Regions from separate parts of the Rattus norvegicus genome. Here region 1 is linked to region 2. Evidence: chromatin contacts called from public Hi-C data. All regions are on one chromosome and are shown on one strand. The core of a region is the stretch at or near the end of the contact, and the rest is flanking DNA. Distances in the headings are between cores, read along the strand shown.

Region 1 (7,272 bases), core at 963-3,462, 160 kb before region 2:
GTGGCTCACAACCATCTGTAAAGAGATCTGGTGCCCTCTTCTGGTGTATCTGAAGACAGCTACAGTGTACTTATATATAATAAATGAATAAACCTAAAAAATAATTAAAAAAAAAAAAAAAAAAGATGTTCACCATCACCCCAGCATCTTTTCTATTATTATAGATTCAAAGATACATCTGCTCTCCCTTGGCACCTGCTCCCCCGTGGCCCATCAAGAGAAAACAATTCCAACACTTTCTAAGAGATAAATAAAGCTTCTAGGGGTAGGAGAGATGGTTCAGCAGTTAAGAGCACTGACTGCTTTTGTAGAGGACCAAGGTTCAATTCCCATTACCTACACAGCAGCTCGTAACTGTCAGCACCTCCATATTCCAGAGATCTGACGCCACCACCCAGACATACATGCAAGCAAAACACCAATGTACATAAAATAAAAACAACTCATTAAAAAATAAGTCTCCTGGGGTTGGGGATTTAGCTCAGCGGTAGAGCACTTGCTTAGCAAGCACAAGGCCCTGGGTTTGGTCCCCAGCTCCGGAAAGAAAAGAAAAAAAAAAAAAAAAAAAATAAGTCTCCCTAAATAACTCAGGCTGACCTTGAGATTTTCTTACCTTGGCCTCTTTGTTCTGGCATTACAAGTGCACCACCTGCCCCCTTTCAAGATTCTTTCCTTTGGATACCCTCCCCTAACCAACACCAAATGGGTAACCTTTTCACCTACGCACCATAGGCCCCAATTTCTGCCAGGCAATCCCATTACAGTGTCAGCCATGTTGGTTTTGAGGAAACAGCAGTCGATTCTCACCTCAACACTCAGAGAACTGGCCTGGGAGCTGAGGTTGGCACTCGTGAGTGCAAGTGGTCCCCCAAACATTTGGGCCAAGTCCAGCATAAAGGCATGGTCAGGAATTCGGATGCCAACGAGCTGTGAAGCAAAAGGAAGAGAGAATATGAGAAAGGCATTAAGGGCTTGAAGGAGTCTGATTTAGATGCAGAAAAAGCTAAAATCTGACTCACAGGAGTAAAGGGGTTGAGGTCTTTGTTGAGCTCCTCTGAGCGTTCCATCACCAGGGTCACAGGTCCTGGGAACAGGTCTTCCAGGAGCTCCCTAGGTACTCTCACCTGACAGTACCTGCAGGCAAAGGAGCACAAATCCACGCCAAATCACCCTGATGAACCTTTCCTGGACTTAGGGCGGATGCCAGAGAGGTCCTCTGCGTGTATAACGAACGATATCTACCTAACTCTCTACTTCCTTTTCCTCGGGGCTCTGACATTAAGACAGACTCCACAGAGTATCCCGGGCTTTTAGTCTTCACCCTTGTTTTGGGGACAAAACCACAGCGCCGTGACACGTGAATACAACTCCAAATTGTCTTATCTTCTGGAAGACATTACCCCGAAACCAGCCTCCCCTCTGCACATCACAAGAGCACCAAGTGAGGAGTGCCACGCTCGCCTAACTCAGCGTTTCGACCCACTGTCTACAGAGGATCCTGGCAAGCGTTAAGCGTTCCCAACAAATTTCCAGTTCCGGATTCCTCGGTGAGCCAGGACAAGCCCCTCCCGCGCTCGGCGCCTCAGTCTCCCAAGGCTGTCACCGGAAACCCCTCCCGCGGTGCCGCCCCCAACGGGGCCGGGTCGGGGCAGCCTTACCTGTAGACGTCGGCCACGCGGCCCAGGCACACGGCCAGCGGCTTGGCCTCACTGCGGCCCTTGAGGCGATACACACAGCTCAGAGCCGCCGAGCAGCTCGCCGAACAGGCCAGACCGTACAGCGTGTCAGTTGGGACCGCCACCACGGCGCCAGCGCGCAGCTCGGCCACGGCGGCCCGCAGCGCCTCGGTCCAACCGGAGCGCTCGGGGCTTGCGGCCTCCACGGCCTCGCTCTCCGGAAGCCGCAGCAGCCGGGCCCCTGGAAGCGCCGGAGCGGGCGCGGGAGGGCGTAGAAGGCGGCAGCCGCGGCTAGAGCCCGCTGGCCCATCGCTCAGCCCCATGCCGGCCGCCACAGCGGCCCTCAGCCCCGCACACGGACGCGCAGTAGACATCCGTCCAGACTCGCTTCCGGGAGGAAGTGACGCACGAACTCAACTTCCGGCCGGCGAGCCTCGGCCCCGCCTCCGCGCCGGGCAGCTTAAAGGGACCGCGACCCCCATGCGACTAGAAGAACGGTGGGGACGGGGCGGGGCTCGGCTTAGCGGAATCATCGCGCGGCGCGGGGGCCGGGGCGGACTGCAAAGGGGTGGTGGGCGGGTGGCACGGGCGGCGATGGAGTGGGGCCCCGGCGCAGGCTGGTCACGGGGGTGAGAGCGGGCCCGCGGGGCGGTGGGTTGGGGCCGCGACCTCGCGCCTCCCAGCGCCGGCCCTGACGCGGTCTCTCTCCCGGGCAGGGAGGCTGCCGGCGTGGACCGTGGGAAGGCGGGGCTGGGGCTCGGCGGGAGGCCACCCCCGCAGCCGCCCCGAGATGAACGCGCCCAGCAGCTGCTGGACGCCGTGGAACAGCGGCAGCGGCAGCTCCTGGACACCATCGCCGCCTGCGAGGAGATGCTGCGGCAGCTGGGCCGGCGGCGCCCGGAACCGGCTGGTGGCGGGGTCAGTGCCCACTCTGGGCTGGGCCTGGGGAGGTGGGGTCTTCCCACTGACTGCACTGGCCACGCTCGCGCCCCCGCCCCAAAGGAGGCAGGTGGAAGAGCATCCCCACGGCTTTACACTTAATTTCCTTTGATCTGAGTGAGGTTTTGAAAAAGTATGGTACTGTCGAAATGCCAAGTGGCCATATTCTTGCGGGGCCTAACTTAAGGCCTTTCCTCCGGGCTCATTTTCCCCCCTTTCTGTTCCACCTAGAACGGTTCAGCCAAGTCCGGAGCGTCGCCCCAGCCATCTGTATCCACCAGAGGTGGCCTTCCAAAGGATGCTGGCGATGGAGCTGCAGAGTCTTGATCATTCCCTATACGGGCACCCTGACTTCTGTCCCTTTCCAGGGCCGATGGCTGGACTCTGACCAACTCCCTTCACCAAAAGGGGCCAGTCTTCACTGGCAGTTGCTGGTACTTGGCCCTCAGCCTGGGATGGCAACTCTACTAACAGCTGGGTTCATTCCCACGTCGTCCTGGCTGAAGGCAGTACTGTGCTTTGAAATGTAGCCAATGAACATCCAGTGTTGAATATTCGGATTCGAGAAGGCCAGCAGTGCTGGCCGGAGTGGTGTGGTCTGCTTTGGGGGTTCCAGGTGGTATTATATGTTCATTTCATGCTTGGGGGGCGCCCAGCCCCACAAAACACTTCAGCAGAGTCTTGATTAAAAGGAAACATGCAGACCCTTAGTGACTGACCTTTCCTTTCTGTCCCTCCAAGACTTGATGGCTGGTAGTGGGAAGAGAATCTCAACCAGGGACAGGGATGGGAAGTAATGCCACAGGTACTACCAGATTTAAATAAGCATTTAATTAAGATTTCATTAGTATTTAATATTGCTTTTTTCAATTCCAAAAAGTTAAATTTTCACTTCATAGCAGATATCTTAAAGTACAACATTAAGTTTATACAAAATGAGCAATTAAGCAAACACCATTATTTCACATTCTTCAAAAATACAAATTCGTATTCTTTTTGGGGGTTGGAGGTTTCTTCCTTTGGAAGTACTGAACCTGTAACGTTTTCATATCGCTCAGTGGAAGTCTGTTGTTCCCATGGTTTACATTTAAAATAAATTTGATACTTTTACATAATTCAAATAAAACTATTTGGGACTTAAAAACTTGTCACCAAGACCACTGGCCAATCATTAGTTTGTGTTAGAAAAGGGAAGAGTTTGTGGCCTTTTCTGGCTAGATTTGAGCCAGACAAACAGAAAAGCCTGTTTTCCAGCCACCATCCCCAAAGTGGGACAAGGGGGAGTTCTCAGGAGAAGGGCAACCTCAGTGACATTTTCTCCAAAGCACAAAAGATGCAGACTGTCGACTCAAAAACAGCCCTTGGGAAGCCTGAGAACACCCGAGGCAAGGGGAGGCAAGCCTCTGACTTGGCACCTCAAGGGCCATGAGGATATTGCAATAAACACCCTAGATTTTGATGGAAAAAAGTTTTATGAAAACATTTCCTGTAAAAAGAAAAAGTAGAAATTGCATTGAATTGAGAAAGTGACATGACATCACCTATTTTTGTCCCAGTAGGCCACCACCCAAGGAGCAGTGTATGATTTTTAAATGCCAGTTCTAGAAAAAGTTTGTACTATAATATATCTTGACAGATCCAATTTAACTTGCGCTTTCAATGTGGACTGAGAAGCCCCTGTGCCACCTGGAGAACTGAGAAATGCCAGGCTGATGACCAACCTCCCCAAGAGCAGGGGCATAAGAAACAAGACCCCTTTTTCTTACCCCAAGACTATGTAAGAAACAGACCAAACAGACAGACCAATCAGAAATATGTGGTATCATCTAGTTTTGTGGCTCATCCCCTTCTACCTCAGAGATGGACAATTTCCCACCCATGTCACAGCAAAACCACTTGCAAACTTCATCTGTGAAACTCTCGCTTTGGCTGAAGTATATTTAAAATGCCTCTACAGCCGGGATTCAAGACTAAATGGGAGCTGGTGAGGGAGATTATTAAAGGCTTAGGAAGTGGATTTGATGAAGCATGGAAGTCGTTCTGCACCAACACCGGTGGTGCAGAGAGTAGTACAGAAATGGCTTGTGCTGCCTGCCCCTTCCAACATATTTCTGATTGGGGGTGTGAAAAAGCCGTAAATGTGCAACAGTAGCGCAGGTCCACAAATCAAGTCGCAGTGACGCTGGAGAAGCCTTTCCCTTCAATGGATGGGATTACAGATATGAAAGTCAAAGGTGCCAGGATTCTACCTAGGAACAACCGACCCTTCCTTTCAGGAATTGTTTCTGTCCTGGGGGGAGAGGGGAAAGAGAGCAGGGGGACCAAGAAGCCGTGAAAAGGAGCTTCAACAACGGTCTGAAGAAACAGCTGCAGCAGTTCCTCCGAGGGTCTGAGGGGGGCGCCCCGGACACACGGGAAAGGCTTGCATAGATTGAGCAGCTGCTGAGATGCTAAGAGCGGTTTCCAATGGACAGCTTCAACACAGAGCTGAAGGAGCAGAAAACCAGGCCAGGCCAGGGCAGGCCAGGGCCATGTGGGATAACGACTGTCAAGCTACGCATATATTGCACCCAAGTAAGTGCTCTTTTTACACCTCAACTTAACTTTTATTCTGAGCAAAAAATAAAACTTTGTGGAAAGTATATATGTATATATATACATACACAATAGAAATTGCACCAATTGGGTTAAAGATAAAGTAACCTAAAGTGCTTTTTATTTTATTATTTCTTTAAAATATCAATATGAGGTTCTGGACACATTCAGCATCATACAAAGCCTCAGGAAAACCTCAGGCACTTCCATTACCCCGTCAGCCTACTGCCTTAACCCGGAACACCACCTTTTCCCATTTATTGACTCTGAAAGGGAAGAGAAGCCCTGCTACATTCTACCTAGAGGGCTCTCCACATCTCAAGGCCTCTCCTAAACTAGAGTAAGTCAATAAATGACAGCACTCCTGTGGCCAAACTAGTGCTGCCCCATGAGATTGGTCAGACCCCGTCAGGGAGCCTGAGCTATCTTCCCTCGGCCTTACCTTCCTGCCTGGGAAGGGCCACATTTATAAGGCAGTTTGGTGGGACCAAGATTACCTGACCACCTCCTAGGTCCACAGCCCCACTGCTGACCAGTGGTCACCCCAGTAGGCTCTGCAGGGGGACAGTGGTGATGGCTGCTGTGGAAGGAAAGGCTTAAAGTGACCTGCTTGAACTCACTCTTCTTGGCCTTACCTAACCTATGGTCATTCCCTGGAGAAAACACTCTTTCCATGAAGGGTCTTTCTGGCTCTTGTTTAGCTGGGAGACTCCGTCTTCTCCAAGGTCCTTGGCATTAGGGGTAGGGCTTGTGGAAGGATGGGGGAGGACTGCTGGTAACGATGGCAGAAGTGTCTGCCATGGGTCACACAGCAGCTCTGCACAACCACTGACTGCAAGCAAAGCCCTCACTTCCCAAAAGCTCTTTGGATCTGAGAGTCTCATGTGTTCTAAAATCACTGAACTCCTTCACCTAGCAACACTTTGGTCTCAACACTGCTCAAATGTTTCTTCACTACCCCAACTGTGGAGGGTGAAAAGCCAATGACCCAGGAATGGACATTAGGAGCACAGCCCTAGCTAACCAAGAAGCCATATTTAAACCATTAAAGCCTTCCACACATCCTCCCTAGGCTCCTGTTTCCTATGTCAGCAGCTCCCAGCCATCACAGGCAGAGTAAGCGGGAGGGCCATCACTGCCTCTTGGTACAAGCTCACTTGCAAAGCTTCCTGTGAGTGCAAATCCCAGAGACAGCAAAGGACAAACCTACACCCAAGCAGTTGGTCCCCAGAAGGACTAACCATTGTGCCAATAGAGGGCTCTTCCTACCTTTTGGATTTCTGCGGAGGTCTATGGTCACCCAAACCCATCAACTTTTTTGGGGGGGAGGGGTGTAGAACATCAGAAATTCACATTCCTGGAATGGGAGATCAGCTGCTTGTACCTGTGCCGCTTCTCAATACTGCTGCCATGACCCTCTTGGCCAGTTGTCCTTAAATATCTTGCCTGAAGACAAGGGTCACCATCCTAGCTGGCCCTAAGGCTCAACCTACACAGCTCTCTGGTTGTCCTGTTGGGGCACCGGACCCTGCTTCTTGTGGGAGGCAAAGGCCTCCTCTAGTCTCCGGATCCAGCTACCTTCTGAGCTTGCCAAACACCAATGGCCACCAAAGAACAGCCACACCCCATTCTCCTATAGATTGTACTTATGTTTGAAGAGGCAATAACCTGGAGTCAAAGGCAAGGAGATGGGTGTAATTCTATGGACTAATAAAAAAAGTCCTGTAACAACTCAACGAAACACTCCAAATGAGGTAACTGACTGCGAGCTTCAGGCTTTTTGGTGGAAGGGGATTTTTTGTTTTACCCTGAGTAGAATATCATCATTTTAGGTTTTTATTCCTGTTTGTTTAGAGATCATGTCACCGTTTGCACTGTATGAGGCTGTATGCAAGTCTAAGAGACAAGAGCGATGCAGGTGGGAGAGGATGACAGAAAAGCCTCGCTAGAACTGGGTACCAGATGCCTGCCGACCGCCTGAAGCCTCGTCCAGCTCCCTTAGCTCGTACTTTCCCTGGAAAAGCAGCCCTTCTGCTCTGAGGAAACAAACGTCACCCAAGGC
Region 2 (6,615 bases), core at 2,307-4,806:
CTGCATCTGGACAAGCTGCCTCTGCCTACCTTCCCTGGGTTCCCAGGGTTTGAGGCCAGAGTAGTGAAAGCTGAGAAGGTGGGAGCCCCTGGAGCCCCAGTGGGGTCCCTTCTTAACAGGGAGTAAGACAAGGGGAGTCCTAAGTGCTGTTGCTGCAGACACCCAGCCCCCCACCAAACCTCAGACACTTTCCATTTTCTCAGGAACAAAGCATGTTTGTGGGATGAGGTCACCCACACAGCTGCCTCTGGAACAGGAGCATGAAGGATGGGGGGGGGCAGGGAAATGGGGTTCCCGGTCTCTTCTGCTGGCCAATTCCAGTCTCCCTGGCCCCAAAGTCAGAGTTCCCCTGCTCCACCCTGCTCCATTATGAAGCAAGCTTTCAAAGGGCTGGACAGTGAGGAAGATCCCCCAGGACCCACAGGAAGTCGGGATGGTGTCATTGTCGCACAGGAGACTGGAGGAAGTTAAAGGGGGGTGCGCAAAGGATCCTACCAACCCCCTTCTCCATAGCTGCCCTGGCTTAAGATGAAGGAAAGGCATTCCCCGCCCTCCCAAAACACACACACACACACACACACACACACACACACACACACCCCCCTCAGCAAGTACAGTAAATTCTCACCAAACACCTTGGTCTGCCTTGCCTTAGAGTTCAGACTTCAGGCAACAACAGATGTCCCAAGCCTTGAAGGGCCCACCTCTTTGTGGCTTATGAATTTGAACTTTCCCTTCCACAAGGTGGGAGAACACCTGGTTCACAACCAAAGCAGGACACACCAAAGCTTTGGACAGACCAAAGCTGAAGTCTTCAAAGGGGAGAGTCCTCAGGTAGGGGTTATGCTAAAGGATGAAGAGAACCTCCTCTTCCCTCTCCTTCTCTCCCCCCACCGTCATTCAGGTCTTGGTCTCCTCTGGCCCAGCCTCTGAGGATCGCCTGGGCTGTTAGCCACAACAGCAAATACAGGTGGTCTGTGGCCGTGAGTCCACTTGGGAGCCCTTCCTTCCGGGCTTGGCGGCAGCAGCTACCTTCCCAGGTCCAGGCTAGCCCTGGATCCACCCCCTCAGAGCCAGTCACCACAATGAGATGAGGCACCCCAAATAGGGCATGGGTGTGCCTTCTGCTTCCTTCCCAGAATCTCCCAATCCCTTAATCTATGTCTCTAATGAGGACAGAGTGAAGGGCACCACCAAGGCCCACTTGTCTTTTCCCCAGTCCCCCCCACCCCACCCCCATCCCTGGCAAGGCTGGAGGACTAGAAAGGTGAGCTGGGAGATGGTCTGTATTCCTGGTAGCAGGTAGGGGGTGGGAGAGTGAGGGGGGTGAGGAGGTGAAGGGGGTGGAGGAGTAGGGGGTTAGGAGGGGGGTAGATTAGAGGAGACAGTGGGTCTTCCAGATGACCCCAATCTGCTATTTCCACTAACACACATATCTCCATGCCTGACTGAACACACACACACACACACACACACACACACACACACACACACACACACACACACCAGTGAACTTCCGAGAGCAGAGTGGCAGCATATCTTTCTGTACGGTGTCCAGTGTATAACAGCTTGCTTGGGTCACAAAATATAAACCCGACTTGAAATCCTGTGACCTTGGGTACACAGTTTACATGCCCCGAGACTGTCCATCTAGTTAAATGAGATACTATTACCTCCCTCTCCTAAGACAGCTGTTGAGCTTAAATGTGACAATCCCCAGAACAGTGTCTGGCCAGTCATAAGTCTGTAGCCTTATGTAAGTAAACGGTAGTCACTTGTATTTTTACTACAAGCCCCTCAACTCCTACTGGGGTCAGACGGTGGGTCTCAGGCAGGCCTGAAGCGGGAATTGGCCTGGGATGTGACCTCAGGAGTCTCAGGGAACCACTGAGACCAGTCAGCAGGACACAGGAGGAGGGGGAACTTTAAAGACCTTACAGGTGGGTAGTTCCCGGGGGCACACACTTTGCTCGATGTCTTGTTATTTACACAATACATACCCCACGGTCACTACAAGCCGCACACCAAAAGGCAGGACAGAGTGTATAGCTCGTTTAGAGCTCAGCACAAGACACTAGGGGCAGGCTAGGGGCATGACCGAGACTGTTCAGCAATTGGAGCACAAGTGACCTATCCCTTAGTGGAGAGCTCTGCCTGGAAATGCTATGATAGTGGTGGAAGGGGCAGTCATGGGGGGAGGGGAGGACGGGGCTGGCTCTCCTCCCCAGCTGTCAACCTGCCATTGGAAGACACCCAGAAGTCTTTCCAATCACCCATGCCAACTGCTCAACCCTTTGGTATACCCCCCTTCCCCGCCTCCCGCTCCCCCACATATCCCAAGTCCACGAGGACCCTGGCCAGACCCCACAGCTGTGACTCAGACTTAGAGAAGACCCCTCCCCCTTGACAAGAGACTTAGGGGAGAAATTAGAGCCCCCTCTAACCCTCCCTCTCCCTGTCCCCCAACCAGGCACCAATCCCAAACTCTCCACCGCCCCTCTTGCCCACAGGGCCTGGAAGTCAAGCAGTTTAGGGAGAAGGGGATAAGGGAGCGGATCCAGCAGCTGCTCTGAGGACAGGAGAGGAACATTTCATTCACCCCAGAGTCCCCTAGGGCTGAGGCAGAGCGTCCAAGATTTGAGTTTAAAAATAAGTTGGCGCTGTCTTAGAGGCTGTACGGGGCTCTCTTTCTTCAGCTCAGCGTTACAGCCTCAGGTCCTCTGCCTCCTGGGGGATGGGCTGGCTAAGACTCAATTTCCCCCTAGCTTTGCCTCCACCCTTTCAGGCCTGGGGCAGCTGTCAGTGAATACACTAGGTGTCTCTCCTCAGTGAACTCTAGCCTCCACTCCATACCTCTCGGTACCCTTGGGCTGCTGTCTTTGTGTTGGGGTGAAGGTGTTCCTGTATCTCTGAAACTGTGTCCTAGTGGGGCCTCCACTCTGAGGATCTCTGTCCCTGTGCATCCAAGTCTTGGTCTCTCAGCGTCTCAGTGTCTCTCACCTGAGAGTCTCTTTAGGCCTCAGGGAGGCAGATTTAGCCATAGTCTAACAAGCTCCAGCCTCGGGGCCTTCCAAGGCCCTGGGAAGGGCGCTAGCAATGAGTTCCCTGGGGTCATACATTTTGCTTCTTAAATTGCTCCACAGAACCCGGGTCCCCGGCAGCGCCTCGAGAAGTTTATCCGGCCATTCTCAGCCACCATTGGTGTGGTCCGGGTAGCCTCCTGGGGCGCGCGCCCTTCCCTGTTCTACCAGACTCCTTAAAAGCCTCAGTTTCTCCAACCCCGCTACCTCTAAAGCTTTTCTAGTTCAAACTTGGTCCCAATCCCCTGCAACTCGGGCGGTCCCTGCCCGACCGGGAGGCGCGGAGCGGTGGGGTCCGTGCAGGCGCGCGGGATCCCGTGTTCGAGATGCCCCAGCAGAGGACAGGGGTGGGGGCCCGGGCGCCAACCCTGGTCCGAACGCAGCGCGGAAACAGGGGCTGGAAGCTGGGTGGGTGGGGGGACTCTCACCTCGAAGCGGGCGCGGGAGCTTGGGCGCGAGCGGCGTGGGTGGGGCGGGAGCCGATCTCCCGGCGGCTCCTACCTGCGGGCCGGGCCGAGGGGGCCGAGAGAGCCGCGGCGAGGTAGCCTGCTGCGACAGACTGTGTGGGCGAGTGGGCGCGCGGCCCTAAGCCTCCGAGGAAGTGAGCCGGCCCGCCCCGCCCGGACCCCGCCCCCGGGCCCCCAACCCGCCCGCGGGGGCAAGACCCCGCCCCCTCCTGCCTGCCGCGAGCCCAGCCCAGGCGAATCTGGCGCTCTGACCTTCTCGACCACTCCTTGCTCGCCCCCTGCAGCCTGACCCGCCCTCTACGCCCCTTCGACCCCGGGGGATTTCTGGAAGCGATCCCAGGCCAGGGATACGGGGCTTCCAGGACTTAGCTAGAGTCCATCTGGGGACCAGACCCCCTCCTCTTTTCCCTCTAGCTCATCCCCAGATGTTACACTAAACCTTAGCTTGGGAAGAGGCCTTAATCCAGCCTGCTGGAGGCGTGGTTTTGATTCTGACTTACCAGTGGAGATCAAGGGTTTGTGTTTGTTTTTTTTTTTTGTTTTTTTTTGTTTTTTCTAAAAACTTGGGTTAAAGAGAGAGAGCCTCTATCCTCCTCAATTTCAAAGGATTTTTATTCTATAAGCGAGTGGCGAAAGCCCAGGCAACAGCCTCCCCATCTTCAGCTGTGTCCTGGCACTGAGGTTTCAATAGTGCCCAGGAATAATTTTGACCTTTCAGGCTCAGGGAGACCCTAATCCTAGGTCCCATTGGCTTTGGGTTTCTTGAGAGGGTGTGTGAACAATGTGAGGGGTTGGGTTGGTGTAGGCAGGGGTGGTTAAGAAGAGAGGGAACTTGTGTAGTTTCTGACCCTCCAGCTTCTACCCTGGTTCGGGAAGGGAGGACTGGCGCCTGCCAGGGACATGAGGCCCATCCAGGTCCTTGAGGCCAACCCCCCTGGGATCCTCAGGCTTGTCACTAGAAATAAATAGCCTTGATCTGGAGGGCGGGGGTGGGGTGGGGGAAGCTCTGTTGTGCTGTTTGCAAAACAAGAGACAACAAACTAACCCTGGTAATAACCTTTGCATCTCCGTGATGATTCAGATGCCCAGAGAGGCTTCCCTGATCCAAGGCTGCATCCAGCCAAGGTAGTTTGTGGGGATTAAGAGCCTTCAAGGCTGGTGAGGATCGTTCCATAACATGGGTCTGGTTCCTAGGTCCTAAAACAATTACCAGACCAGGTTTCCTTTTAAAGTTAAAGAATTGCTTCAATGTTGTTGATTTTTTTTTTTCCCAGAGCTGGGGACCGAACCCAGGGCCTTGTGCTTGCTAGGCAAACGCTCTACCACTGAGCTAAATCCCCAACCACAATGCTGTTGATTCTTGTTTGTTTTTTGTTTTTGGAGCTGGGGACCGAACCCAGGGCCTTGCGCTTCCTAGGCAAGCGCTCTACCACTGAGCTAAATCCCCAACCCCAATGCTGTTGATTCTTAAATTGCAAATGCCACGAGAGCAGAGGTTGGGTCGGGGTTTTTTTGTTTTGTTTTTGTTTCTGTTGTTGTTCACTACGGCATTCCCAGTATCTACTCCAGTGTTCGACCTGCAGTAAATGAGGAAAGAATGTCACACACTGCTTTCATTTAGACCCCCCTGCTACTCCCTGCCAGGCACCTGCTATCAGGAGTCTAGCCAGTGAATAGAGAGTCTAAGGGTGGGCCCTTCCTCTGGGATTTGTCTCTCAGGTCTAGGGAACTCTAAATGTACAGGAATGCAGGAAACACCATCATTCCTGGTTGGAGCAGACAGCAGGGGTCTGTCTGTCTGTCCTGACATGAAGTGAGGACAATGGTGGGAAAGTGTGCTGGCTAGTTTTATGTCAACTTGACACAAGCTAGAGTCTTCGAGAGGAGGAAACCTCAACTGAGAAAAGGCTTCCATAAGATCAGGCTGTATGAAAGCCTGTAGGGCATTTTTCTTTTTCTTTTTCTTTTTTTTTTTTTCTCTTTCTTTTTTCTTTTTTTTTCGGAGCTGCCCAGGGCCTTGCGCTTGCTAGGCAAGCCCTCTACCACTGAGCTAAATCCCCAACCCCAGGCATTTTTCTAATTAGGGATTGATGGGGGAACACCCAGTCCAGTGCCATTTCAGGTGGTGCCATCCCTGGGCTGGTGGTCCTGGATTCCGTAAGAAAGCAGGCTGAGCAAGCCAGTAAGCAGCACCCCTCCACGGCCTCTGCATCAGCTCCTGCCTCCAGGTTCCTGCCCTGTTTGAGTTCCTGTCCTCACGTCCTTCAGGGATGCACTGTGATGTTGAAGTATAAGTCAAATAAACCGTTTCCCCCCCCAACTTGCCTTTTGGTCACAGTGTTTCCTCATGGCAGTAGAAACCCTAACTAGGACTGAGCCCTGAGGTATGAGTGAGCAGTAAAGGTACTTCATTCTCTGATCTTTCATCTTGTTTTTATGGCTTGAAGTGCTACTGAAGGGTGTTACCAAGATCCCAGACTCTGTGAACTCTCAGTGCGCACCACTCCCTAAGCACTTTACATACATGAACTCATGTAATTATCCAATAAACATATATATGTACATATATGTGGGTGGTTTGTGTGTGTATGTGTGTGTGTGTGTGTTCACATGTGTGTGCTAGTGCTAGTGTACCTGTGTTCTTGTGTCGGAGGTCAGAGGACAATTCTCTGGAGTCAGTTCTCTTTAAAAATAGAATTAGGGGGGCGAGACAGATAGTTCGTTGCATGAGCCTGCTTGCTGTTAGTTTTCTAACGCCATAACCAAAAGCAAGCTAGAGAGTCAACGGTTTATTTCAGCTTACAATTCCACATAGCAGCAGCATCAAGGGAAGTCAGGGCAGGAACTCCAGCAGGACAGGAACCTGGAGGTAAAAACCATGCCAGAGCCAGGGCTGGAGAGATGGCTCAGTGGTTAAGAGCACTGGTTGCTCTTCCAGAGGTCCTGAGTTCAAATCCCAGCAACCACATGGTGGCTCAGAACCATCTGTAATGGGATCTGATGCCCTTTTTTGGTGTGTCTGAAGACAGCTGCATATATATAATAAATAAATCTTTATAAAAAAAAAC

Evidence for each region. A called contact is a pair of places that touch in the nucleus more often than the background predicts.
Region 1: a Hi-C map of liver shows a contact between it and region 2, with 4 times the contacts expected there. The contact joins the promoter of C5h1orf122 here to the promoter of Fhl3 in region 2. A contact is called at or near these places in 2 of 12 Hi-C or Micro-C datasets (liver and mammary epithelial cells).

The regions. Positions count from the first base shown.
Region 1 is chr5:142,389,744-142,397,015 of GRCr8, reverse strand. C5h1orf122 (similar to human chromosome 1 open reading frame 122) reads left to right here and starts at 2,212. Exons shown (of 3, transcript NM_001108678.1): 1 at 2,212-2,305; 2 at 2,393-2,594; 3 at 2,847-3,249. The coding sequence starts at 2,271. The coding sequence ends at 2,942. It overlaps Yrdc (yrdC N(6)-threonylcarbamoyltransferase domain containing), which reads right to left and starts at 2,063. Exons shown (of 5, transcript NM_175604.2): 1 at 1,659-2,063; 2 at 1,020-1,134; 3 at 808-927. The coding sequence starts at 2,050. Mtf1 (metal-regulatory transcription factor 1) reads right to left here. Exons shown (of 11, transcript NM_001108677.1): 11 at 5,206-7,272.
Region 2 is chr5:142,235,731-142,242,345 of GRCr8, reverse strand. Fhl3 (four and a half LIM domains 3) reads right to left here and starts at 3,556. Exons shown (of 6, transcript NM_001107979.1): 1 at 3,509-3,556.